Linked DNA regions of Mus musculus: region 2 is linked to region 1. The links are chromatin contacts, called in public HiChIP or PLAC-seq maps. All regions are on one chromosome and are shown on one strand. The core of a region is the stretch at or near the end of the contact, and the rest is flanking DNA. Distances in the headings are between cores, read along the strand shown.

Region 1 (6,276 bases), core at 2,638-5,137:
GTGCTCTAAATTTGCAGGCTAAGTAAGCCAAGCGGAGCAAGCCAAAATAAGCAGCATTCTTCTGCTTGAGTTCCTGCCCAGACTTCCTTGGATGGTGAACTACAAGCTTTAAAATCAAATAAACCCTTTCCTTCCCAAGTTGCTTTTAGTCATGAAATTTTATCAAAGCAATAGAAACCCTAACTAAGACAACCATCAATAGAGAATGTGAGAAAAGAACAGTGTTTGACTCTCTTAGTATTCCATTTTCCCGATCATATATTTAAAAAAAAAAAAAAAAGACTACAAAAGTAGTCTTGATTTTTCAGTTAAGGAAGGAGAAAAGAAGAAATGAAAAGCTCTGCCCATTAAGAGCTGGGGGTTGTGGTGGATGCCTTTAATTCCAGCACTTGGAGTACAGAGGCAGGTGCACCACTGTGAGTTCAAGGCTGACCTGGTCTACATAGTGAATTCCAGGAGAGCCAGGGCTATGTAGACTTGCCTGATATTGCATAAAACGTTACACTTATTTAAGAACACTTGCTTTATATGTAGCAGGTCCTAGGTTCAGACTCCAGCAACTTACACAACGACATCAGAGTCACTCACATACACACTCCTAGACACCAACTTTATCTCTGTTTTAATGTTACTTTATGGGGTGAGAGCAGTGGTTCACGTTAGGAGTAAATGTTCTTCCAGAGGAAGTGAGCTTGGTTCTCGCACCTGTAACTGCAGCTCTAGAGAATCCAGTGCCCTCTTCTGAACTTCACTGGGCACCTGCACACTCACATGTGCCCATAGCCTCACACAGATATACACATAGACTCACAATTTTAAAATATTAAATAGTTACTTCATCCTACCTTAACAGCAGCTCCCCTGTCCTCAAAATGAACGAACGCATAATCCTTCAACTTCTTCACTCGCTCCAGTTTTCCAAACTCAGAAAATGACTTCTCTAATATTTCTTCTGTCACCGTAGTTGCCAAGTTTCTCACAAATAAAACTTTTACCTAAGAGCAAAAACACAAAACTGGCACTCTTAAACCAGCAAGTCTAAAAGGGTAGTCAAGGAAGTCTGAGAAACATGAAGAAATGATTCTCACATTAGCTACCACTTTTCTATGGCTTTTAAAAAAATAACCAAGTTATATAAACTATTGGCTCTTGCCTTTTGTCCCAAGGGAACAGTTACCACTGAGGGTATGGGGCAGGAAACACATATAATTATTATTGTTAATTCACAATTTATCATGGCTCCAAAGTACCCTCTAAAACAAGTTTACCTATTTTCACTCCTAAAACTGTGGATAGTCATGTAAAAACTATACAAGAAAAGACTTACTAGAGCTGGGAAGAAAGACAAACAAACTACAATGCTTAATTAAATCATTTAGTAAGAGTGACATTAATGGAGAAATAAAGAAAGTTGGTCTATTTTCTACAATATACACCAAGAGAAACTCCAAACAGATTAAAAATGTAAAAAAGTAATGTGGGGCTGTATGTTAAAGGAAAGCAAGGGTGATCTATTTATAAAGTATTGGTGTGAGAGAAGGGGAAATGATATAATCTCAGAAAATTAAAATTTTTAAATTCACAAATATAAATAAAGTGTGGATGTGAAGCAGCTTGTGACCTAGAACCTAGAGCCCAAATGAAGGAATGGCACTACCTATGACAAAGCTATCATAAACAAAGTCAGAAGACAAGTGACAAGTATGAAAAAATTCACAACTTATACCAGAGAAGCATCAGAAAATAAGAAAAATACGCAAAACTCATGACTACATGATTCATAAAGAAATACATGTAAAGCCACATATATTAAACACTCAAACCTATTAACAGCACTGAGCAAAATACAAGTTTGATCACATTCTATTTTGTCAAGTATAAAGCACACCTGCTATAAAAGCAAGCATGGGAGAATCTTAGTAACTGCATTTCCCTTTGAACTACAGTTCTCTCCTAAGTGTCTGTCTACAACGTGTCTGCCCTGTATCAGCACATAGCACAGGCTTACTTACTATACTTAGAACAAAAGATTAGAAATAATCCAATGCATATATAGAGCTGAGTGTGCTGTGGAGACCACAAACTAAGAGGGGCTCTATGAGCTGACAGAGAGCCTTTCTTTCCCACTGCTTCACATCTCTGAAGGAGAGATACAATGCAGTCACCAGATGAGTTCCCAGAATGCCAATTTAACTGGCAGTACCATGTGACGGTTTAGTGTTATAAACAATAATACAGTTATCTTCCCAGAGCTGATCAAACAGAATGGTGAATAAAGCAAATACAGATTAATAAACACAAAAGGCTACCTACAGCCACTTATCTAAGAATTAAGGAAAATAACATACTTTTATTTGCCTATACTTGTCTAAGACAACACTAAAATTGGGTGCCTTACAGGAGTCAAGATAGACGTAGAAAGTGGAATTGTGTATACTTTTCTGTGTAATTTTTTAATACTTGAATTAAGAAACTATTCAAGAAAAAACAACATACCTACTAAACAAACTATTACTCAGATAAAAAGCTGTAGGAGTCAGAAAGATTTGAGTCCAGGCATAGTAGCACACACCTTTAGTCCTAGCACTTCTTTTGGGCAAAGTGGGGGACATGATGCTAAGAGAGGAACGTGAATTTGTGAGTTTGAGACTAGTCTGATCTATATAATGAGTTCCTGTACAACCAGGGCTACACAGAGAAACCCTGTCTCAAAAACAAAACAATACAAAACTGAGAAGGAGAACAACTTTCCGCTGTGAGACTGAGACCTAGCTTCTTGACTAAGCGGCTTCTACTCGTTTATTCACCTCTGAACAGAAAAGGAACTTCCTGGACCGACGTGTAACTAACTCAGTGGTGGAAGGTTTCCTCACATGTATGAGGCTGTCAGTTTGACCCACAGCACCAAAACAAGACACAAACAAGCTTGGAGCTAGGCTTACAATGTTCAGCAGTCTTAGCGTTGTCTTATTTGTGTAGCACTTCCTAAGCACTGCCATGTCCTGTGTTTTAACTCTAGGACTGCAAGAATATAATTTAAATATTCAAAAAAGAATATTTAGGGGCTGGAAAGATAACTCAGCAGTTAAGAGCACTAACTGCTTTTCCGGAGGTCCTGAGTGGCGATGCACACCTTTAGTCCCAGTACTCAGGAGACAGAGACAGGCAGATCTCTGAGTTTGAAGCCGGCCTGGTCTACAAAGCAAGTTCGAAAATAGCCAGGAATGTTACTACTAGGTAGAGGTAGTAGGGTTTCGTTTGAACTTCCACTTGAAAGGTTATCAGGAGCGAGTGACAAGTGATTGATAAAGCAAAATTACTAGTTTTATCTTGAAATTTCTGGGAATTTTACTGCTCCCAATATATAATACACTTTTTTACTTTTTTTTTTTTTTTTTTTTTTAAGATTTATTTATTTATTATATGTAAGTACATTGTAGCTGTCTTCAGACACTCCAGAAGAGGGAATCAGATCTCGTTACAGATGGTTGTGAGCCACCATGTGGTTGCTGGGATTTGAACTCTGGACCTTCGGAAGAGCAGTCGGGTGCTCTTACCCACTGAGCCATCTCACCAGCCCCACTTTTATTTTTAAAAAGCAGTAGAAGCTATGTTTTGTCTTACAGGTACTCAAAGCTGTAGTGAGCTAAAGAGACTTATCCAGTCCAAATAAAACACATGACATCCAAGGTCCAGTAGTTAGCACAAAGTCACACTGTACTGCCACAAACAATGAAGACTGAAATCAAGCAATTAAAAAGAAAAAATAGGAAAGAAAGAACTAGGACTATTTAGATTCCTACTCCCTCCCCGGACACTCATCTACTCAAGGAATGTGAGACAGAAAAACAGAAAGCACAATTCCTGAGAGCCTCTCAAATTCTTTTCAATGAATCATCTCTGCTTAGCCCAAAAATGCCTGTACATACAAAGATAACATTCTAACACACCATACTAATATAAACCAGAATCCTCCAAACTAGTCCAAGTGAGCATTTTGCCTCTGTCAGTCAAAGATCCAAACACTAACTTACGGGCACTGATCAAGTTGCCTCCCTGAGGAAAGAACCGTAAGTGAACTACATAAACTTACTGCAAGCAGATAAGTAAATCCCTTCAGCTCCAGGAACCATTGAAAGAAGTCTCAGAACTGGACAATGAGAACCTGAGGACCTGCTCTCTGGAGATATGTCACGTCTATTTTACCAAATATCGGCAAGCATGACAAGCTTTGGTCTTTTTTCACAGGGACAATACTCTAAGAGTAACTAGATACATTAAAATAAATTAACTATAAATTCAAATAAAATGTAATTCAAAGCCATGTAATAAAATTCACCGCGGGAGCTAGTTCATGTCTGGAGTCTGGAGCAAGAGGATTCTAAGAAGCCAACCTGGGCTACAGTAAGTCCCCAATGAGTCTGAGCTCTATGGGGAGACCACCCCCCAAAATAACAACAATAAAATAGTTATTATTACCAACATTTTGTATGTTTTATGGTCCTAACATCAAATAAATGCTCGGTGTGTATGAAACACTTATTTGAAGAAACTAGATTTCAGTTGTTTTGACACATTTGATCTGGAGGAAACTGAGCAAATGCTAGGACAGGCTACCGGGTTAGTGCTGCATCAGCTACTTTTTGCTTTTCTAAGCAGTTACAGTGAACAGCTACATTCTGTATTTACCTTTGCCATGACTTCTGGATCCGGCTCCTCCACGGGGTCAGCCCACTCTACTGTAACCACATTTCCCCACACTTTGACTTTTCCACTCATCAGCCGGCGTCTGGCTTGTGCTGCTGACTTGTGATCCTCATATTCAAGGAAGCAGAACCCCCGATTCTTCTTTTTGTCATCGGGTTGATGATAGAGAATAACGTCCACCAAACCCTCTGTTAAACCAACAGCCAGATATATAAGCCAAAAGCATCCACCACACGTCTAGTGATTAGGCAGGCCTAAATCCACTCGCCAATGAGCAAACAAACAAACAAACAAACAAAATGACTGAAGAAGCCTCCCAACAGTAAACACCACACCAGCATTACTCGATGCAGAGTTTGGGACAGTAGTATGTGTTCTGTCAATTTTAGAGTTCTTCAAGTAGGTCCAGCTACTATGAAATTTTGTAATTAATGATAAAACATGACCTCATAATCTATAAAGGCATTATTAGGACCTCAAGATTAAAATTACTTACACAAATGCAAAAGAACTAACTCTCAACAACTAGTCATAGGCAAAAATACAAAACAGAAATAAAACAAAACAACCTACCTTTCTTATATCCAGCACAAAAGCTAGTTTTACTATGAGCGAGGATGCTCGGTGACCATTCATGTCCAGTCCTTGGACCTTGTCCTTTGTCCCTCCACATGTCCTTTCTAAATCACATGAGCTTACCGTAAGCACTTCCTATAGCCTTTTAAACAAAACTTTTTCTAGCCTAGATTTCTGTGAGATTCTTAAAATGCCTTGGACCAATTTCACATGTCCAAAACAGCACTATTATACCCAAAGTGTATTTTCCCAAGGCTTCCCTATCTGTCATCTACCAGCTAAATCCTCAAGCCAGAAAATAGTAATTCTTTTATATCATCTCTACTGTCCAGATCCAGCACATTTACTTTTTACCATCTACCCTGATCCATGGTCTAACCTACTACTACTAATCCTAATGATAGCTCATATAATTCTACTTTTAATTTGTTTTAACAAACATGAGTTTTCTATCAGTTACTTTAGTATTAAGTTACTTCTTGACTTGGACACTTGATATATATCAATCTTTTGGAAAGCACTTGGAGGGATGAGTAGAAGGACACAAAGAGAAAAGAATCACTGTATAAATAGTCAGTAGAACAATTTATGGGTAATGGAAATTAAGGTTTCAGACTGAATAGAATTTCTGAAGAAAAGATCCAGGATCTATTCTAGATAGTATAGAACTGAAGTTTGGCCTTAGATAAGTCATCTATATAGATTTTACAGTACACGGGTGGTGGTGATGCACACCTTTAATCCTAGCACTCGAGAGGCAGAGGCTGGTGGATCTCTGTAATTTCAAGGCCAGCCTGGTCTACAGAGCAAGTTCTAGGATAGCCAGGGTTACACAGAGAAACCCTGTCTTGAAAAACTAAAAATGAATGAATGGGTGAATGAATGAATCAGAGTACTAAGAATAAATCAACTTAGGGCTGAAGAAGAACTAATATGGGGCAACCTTTAAGTTAAAAAAGGGTAAAACCAGAATAATAAATGATAGGTTTAAGT
Region 2 (6,268 bases), core at 258-2,757, 270 kb before region 1:
CAAGTCATGTCCAGAAACAGATAACTTAAAAACAGATTTGAGGTCTGGAGAGATGGCTCAGAAGTTAAGATTGCTGGCTGTTCTTCCAGAGGTCCTGAGCTTAATTCCCAGCAACCACATGGTGGCACAGAACCATCTATAATGAGATGTGGTGCCCTCTTCTGGCATGCAAGCATACATGCAGTCAGAACACTGTATACATAATGAGTGAATGAATGAATGAATCAATCTCAAAACAGATTTGAGATAATGTGTCAATGTTGCTTTTAAATTATGTAATCTGGGGCTAGAGAGATGGCTCAGCGGTTAAGAGCAGTGACTGCTCTTCCGAAGATCCTGAGTTCCAAATCCCAGCAACCATATGGTGGCTCACAACCATCCATAATGAGATCTGACACCCTCTTCTGGAGGTCTGAAGACAGCTACAGTGTACTTACATATAATAAATAAATACATCTTTAAAAAACTCATTAAAAATAAAATAAATTATGTAATCATAAGATAAAAACACCACCACAGTCAGTTTAGAACATTTCATTGTTTCCCAGAGACACCTGGGTTTTTTTGTTTGATTGTTTTTTTTTTTTTTTTTTTTTTTGAGACAGGGTTTCTCTGTATAGCCCTGGCTGTCCTGGAACTTACTTTGTAGACCAGGCTGGCCTCGAACTCAGAAATCTGTCTACCTCTGCCTCCTGAGTGCTCTGATTAAAGGTATGTGCCACCACTGCCTGGCTTCTACAGAGGTACTTGTATTCTAGTTGTCTTTTCTCATCTCCCTACCTCCAGCTCCTGGCAATCACTGGTCTACAGTCTGACTGTATGGAGTTACCTGTTCTGAACATTCTCTATGCAGTCTCAGTATATGTGGCTCTTTGATTTTTATTTATTTGTTTGTTTGTTTATTTATTGCCTTTAGTATGGACCTTTTTTTGGGGGTGTCTCTCTCTCTCTTTTTTTTTTTTTCAAGACAGGGTTTCTCTGTGTAGCCCTGGCTGTCCTGGAACTCACTTTGTAGACCAGGCTGGCCTTGAACTCAGAAATCCGCCTGCCTCTGCCTCCCAAGTGCTGGGATTAAAGGGGTGCGCCACTACAGCCCAGTTTTTTTTTCCTGTTATGTATAAGGTAGCTGTGAACAGTAATGTAAAACATGCAACCATGTGTTTTCAAGTCTCTTGTAAGACTGTAGAGGAATTTTTTTTAAAGATTTATTTATTTATTTATTTCATGTATGTGAGTACACTGTCACTATCTTCAGACACACCAGAAGAGGGCATTGGATCCCATTACAGATGGTTGTGAGCCACTATGTGGTTGCTGGGATTGAACTTAGAACCTCTGGAAGAGTAGTCAGTACTCTTAACCACTGGGCCATCTCTCCAGCCCTGTAGAGGAATTTTAATCTAGCAATATGACTGCTCTGGCAAGGGATCACATTCAGAGACCTTCTAGGTCTGTGTGAGTCAGCTGGAAAGACATCACTCTGTCTGAAATAAGACATTCCCCTTAGTACACACCATGAATCCCAAACAGTGTGTAAAGTCAGTTTGTAGAAGGAAGAGCCGTCTTTGAGAATGACATCTAATTGCGAGTCAGAAAGACTCAACAGAATGAGTCAGAGATAGGATGTGCCCAACACTCACTAGAACAGCACAGGAAAGCATGGTAACTCAGGAGAGCAGCCCAGGGGGAGGGAGCGAGGCAGTTTTACAGAGACAGGCTGCAGGTGAACATAGACAAGCTCCGGCTTGTCCGGCATGAGAAGGAGCCAGGTTAGAACAGATTGCCAGAATTAGTTTGAGGTTAAGCAGAGCAATTTAGTGAGAGGCCAAGAAGCCAGTTTGAATCAGTTAGCTTGGAGAGGAGTTTGGGCGGGACATGGGTTAAACCAGCCAGCTGTAGTCGAGCATGCACTAGAAAGGGTGAGTTCACTTAGTAAGCCTCTGAGACACAATGACATCTGAGGAAATAAAGTTTACTCTTACATAATACCTGATTATAATCTGTGAACCACATGTGAATTCTGCTTTTCTCTTGTGGGGAATTGCTACCAAGTGTTTTTCTAAAATAGCAGCTACAGTTTCACCTTTTCCTTAGCAATGTATGTGGGTGCTATCTCTCCATATCTTTGTCTGTGCTTACCATTGTCTGTCTTTTTATAGCCATCTTTGTAAAGTTGAAATGCTCTTTCATTGTAGACATGTTCATTTTCATAATGGCTAATGATGTTGAACATGGTTTTTGTTTTTTTTATATTTGTATGCAAGAGAGCTATTTTTAAAAGTTTGTAGTGTCCCCCCCCTTTAAAGGACAAACCAAGCTGGTCTTAAACTCATTATTTCCCTGTGTACTTGAGGATAACCTTAAGTTTCTGATCACTTGCACCCACCTTTTGTTTGTTTTGTTTTGTTGACATAGGGTTTTGGTTTCTCAGTAGAACAGCCCTGGCTGTCTTAGAATTCAATTTGTAGACTAGGCTAGCCTCAAACTCAACAGAGATCTACCTGCCTCTACCTGAGTGCTGGGACTAAAGGCCATATTCAGCCCTGCATCCACCACGTAATTGCAGTGCTGGGATTACTGGTGTGTGTCACTTATACCCATTCTTATCTGGCTCTGGGGATCAAATCCAGGGCATCCACTGTGGTAGGCAGGCGCTATACTAGCTGAGCTATATCTATATCCCCAGCTCTACTTAGTCACATTCTTGGCTCGTTTTTTTTTTTTTTTTAATGGGTTTAAAAGATCGTTTTAAAGTAAGATTTATTTTTTATTCTAGTTTCAAAACTTTTAAACTTTAATTAGGTCCAATTTATATATTTGACTTATTCTGTTACTCCCAGGGTTGCATGTAAGGAATATTTTTTGGTCCCAACCATGTGTTTTCCTGTAATGCCACTACCGCTGTTTTGGTTACTGTGTTTTTATATAAGATGTGTGAACTCTTCAACTCTTGTTGAAGATCATGTTGATTGATCTTTTCATAGGAATTATAAAACTATGTTATACTTAAAAAAAAAGCGCAAATGGCATGTTTTGGGGGTTGTTTGTTAGGGCACCTATGTACACATGTTTGTGTGCATGTCAGTAGTACATATGTATATATGTATGTGTTTATGTTTGTATAGAAGCAGAGGTGTCTTCCTCAATCATTTCTCCAAATTATTTTTTAGTCCAAGATTTTTCTTTGAGCCTGATGACAGCAAGTCCCAGGGATTCTCCAGGCTGTGAATTTTACTGACTTCTTAGGCTCAGCACAGGGAGTTTTGTTGAAACTATATCAAATCTGTTGATCAGTTGGGAAAATTCTATAAGATTGATGCCTTTGTAACTCTCTTGGGTTTAATTCCTGTTTTTCCATCTTGATTTGCCCTTTTGTTTTTTTGGTGTGTGCTGTGTATGTGTGTGTGTGCTTATGTTTGCATGCATGTGGAAGCCAGGGGTGATAATGCGTGTCTTCCTTAACTACTTTATACTTTTTTTTGTGTGTTTTTTTGTTTTGTTTTGGTTTTTGGTTTTTTTTTTTGTTTTTTGAGTCAGGGTTTCTCTGTATAGTCCTGGCTGCCCTGGAACTCACTTTGTAGACCAGGCTGGCCTGGAACTCAGAAATCCGCCTGCCTCTGCCTCCCAAGTGCTGGGATTAAAGGCATGCGCCACCACGCCCGGCTGTATATTTTATTTTCTGAACCCCAGACATCTTGCATTTTTGATTTTGCGTGCCCTGTCTCGTCAGCTTACTCCAAGGATCCCCTGTGTATCTTGAGCATTGGGATTACATGTGGGCATTCATTCTTGACCACCTTTTATATGGGTGCTGGGGAGTCTGGTCTTCATTTCTATCTCTATTGTTTGTGCTTTTATCCCAGGAGCCATTTCCTAACTCTATGGTCAGTTCTTAAACTTTCTAACTTCCTTCCTTCCTTCCTTCCTTCCTTCCTTCCTTCCTTCCTTCCTTCCTTCCTTTCTTTCTTTCTTTCTTTCTTTCTTTCTTTCTTTCTTTCTTTCTTTCTTTCTTTCTAGATTTATTTATTATTATATCTAAGTACACTGTAGCTGTCTTCAGATGCACCAGAAGAGGGTGCCAGATCTCATTATGGGTGGTTGTGAGCCACCATGTGGTTGCTGGGATTTGAACTCAGGACCTTTGGAGGAGCAGTCAGTGCTCTTAACCACTGAGCCATCTCTCCAGCCCAGTTCTTAAAACTTTCAAAAGAAACATAAGATATGTGTTTATTTTGGGACAGCTAGAAGCAAGGATGTGGAGCTAGAGAGATGGCTCAGTAGTTAGTACCCAAATGGTGGCACACAGCCCTCCTGTAACTCCAGCTCAGGAGACCCAGTGCCTAAGTGAACAATGCATGTATGGTGCACAAAAATAATTGGACAGCCAGGCTGTGGTGGCGCACGCCTTTAATCCCAGCACTTGGGAGTCAGAGGCAGGCGGATTTCTAAGTTTGAGGACAACCTGGTCTACAGAGTGAGTTATAGGACAGCTAGGGCTGTACAGAGAAACTCTGTCTCAAAAATCCCCCCTCCCCAAATAAATAAAAATAATACTTGGATGAAAAATAAATTAAAACAAAAAAATGCAGCAGTAGGAAAGAGGTGAGAAATTTCATCCCTTCATAGCCGACTTAGAGCTAATGTGACCTGTAACTTGAGTGGAATGGTGTGTATCCATTTAAGAAGTAGAAAGCAAACTGGTGGATGTGGGTCCCACGCCGGCGTGTAGGGGAGTGGAGGCAGCAGGAAGCTAGTAGAAGTGTGCCAAGTTTCAGGTTCAGTGAGAGGCCTGTAGGGAAGAGAGCAGAGAGTAATGGAGCAGGGCACCCAGTGTCCTCCTTTGGCCTTAGCTTGTGTAAGAGTACTTAATTAACACCTGTGCATATACACCACACAGAGAAGTTCTTAAAAAGGAAGCTGAGGCGTATTATTGGGGGTGGGGTTTTGGGGGACCTGCTTGAGGTTTAATAATAATAAAGACGCAGGAACATTTGTATAGTAAGTATAAAGCTGTTGACCTTTTCCTCTTAGCTACAATCTAACCTAACCTAACTTTTCTGCCATTGCATCCCCACTAAGTTACTCTTTTTTTTTTTAATTTTAAATATTTGTTTATATTCCAGTTGTTTCTCTCCCCTCCTGTCCTGCTTCCCACAATTCCTCATCCCATTCTTCCTCCCTCTTGCCTTTGAAAAGGTGCTCCCTCCCCCCAGGCCATCCCCCTTTCCTTGGACTTCAAGTCTCTTGAGGATCAAGCACATCTTCTCCCATTGAAGCCAGACGGGACAGACCTCTGCTATTTATGTGCCAGGGCCGCGTATGCTTGAGGTTGGTGGCTCAGTCTCTGGGAGCTCCCCTGGGGTCTGGGTTAGTTGAGACTGCTAGTCTTCCTCTGGGGCACCCTCCCTTTCAGCTTCAATCCTTCACCTAATTCAACCATAGGAGCCCCCTATTTCAGTCCAGTGGTTGGGTATAAGTATTTGCTTTTGTCTCAGCTGCTGGTAGGACCTCTTAGAGGACAGCCATGCCAGCCAGATTCCCATCTGGGAGCACATCATAGCATCAGTAATAGTGTCAGGCCTTGGTGCCCCTCCTAACCCCTTCTCCTTCAGCCCCCCATGAGATGGATCCCATGTTGGGCCTGTCACTGGACCATCTTTCCTTCAGTCTCTTCTCCATTTTTGTCCCTGCAGTTCTTTTTAGATAGGAACAATTCTGGGTCAGAAATTTTAACTGAGGTTTAGTAACTCAGTCCCTCTACTTGAGGCCCTGTCTATCTACTGGAGGTGGGCTCTTCAGTTCCCTCTCCCTAAGGAGATTGGGGCATTTTGGCTAAGGTCACCCCCATTTAGTCCTGAGAGTCTCTAAGTTACTCTTAATCTCTTAAACTCCCTGCTTCATTCCCTCAGTACTCTGTCTACTTTTGCCCAGTCATCTGCCCCTCTCCTTCCCCAGCTCTTTTTTTCTCCAAAAAGCCACATTCCAGTCTGAACCAGTCAGCTGCTGGGCAACTCTAGATCCATCTCTTTGAGTTGCTCATTGGCCTTGTTGATTGTTGCTTTTGGCCGCTTGCTTTTTAACTTAATCTCAGAGATCAGGTGAGGAAGGATAAACATTTACATATAGAAAGCTGGTAATGGGCTGTAGAGAGGACAATGCCAAATATTCAGCTAGCACCTAAGTCTGGGGAGCAGGGGGGGGGGCGAGCAATTAAAATTGGAAATGCAGGGGCACCTACAAGCTATTTGGTACAATGTGTGGGGGTAGG

The links. HiChIP or PLAC-seq counts read pairs in DNA pulled down with a chosen protein or histone mark.
Region 2: a CTCF HiChIP or PLAC-seq map of the NIH/3T3 cell line shows a contact between it and region 1, with 6 read pairs. The contact joins two enhancer-like sites. A contact is called at or near these places in 6 of 39 promoter capture datasets (the C10 cell line, the HPC-7 cell line, cranial neural crest and 3 more), 1 of 15 datasets of contacts at CTCF or cohesin (the NIH/3T3 cell line), 1 of 484 Hi-C or Micro-C datasets (bone marrow-derived macrophages), 15 of 115 datasets of contacts at active chromatin or transcription factors (the 230-238 cell line, the SCID.adh cell line, bone marrow-derived macrophages and 8 more) and 3 of 9 other capture datasets (adipose tissue, liver and pancreatic islet).

What each region holds. Positions count from the first base shown.
Region 1 is chr4:136,331,017-136,337,292 of GRCm38.p6, reverse strand. Hnrnpr (heterogeneous nuclear ribonucleoprotein R) reads right to left here. Exons shown (of 11, transcript NM_001277121.1): 8 at 4,690-4,895; 9 at 846-995. Among named protein-coding and RNA genes, the nearest start is that of 9130020K20Rik, 13 kb to the left of the region's middle. Within about 2 kb of position 3,887, at least 17 of the 459 cell types and tissues checked have an H3K27ac peak or open chromatin away from gene starts, as enhancers often do. A contact at or near this core is called in the NIH/3T3 cell line, where this site is marked.
Region 2 is chr4:136,593,945-136,600,212 of GRCm38.p6, reverse strand. All of the region lies in intron 1 of Kdm1a (lysine (K)-specific demethylase 1A), which reads left to right. Among named protein-coding and RNA genes, the nearest start is that of Kdm1a, 5.6 kb to the left of the region's middle. Within about 2 kb of position 1,507, at least 44 of the 459 cell types and tissues checked have an H3K27ac peak or open chromatin away from gene starts, as enhancers often do. A contact at or near this core is called in the NIH/3T3 cell line, where this site is marked.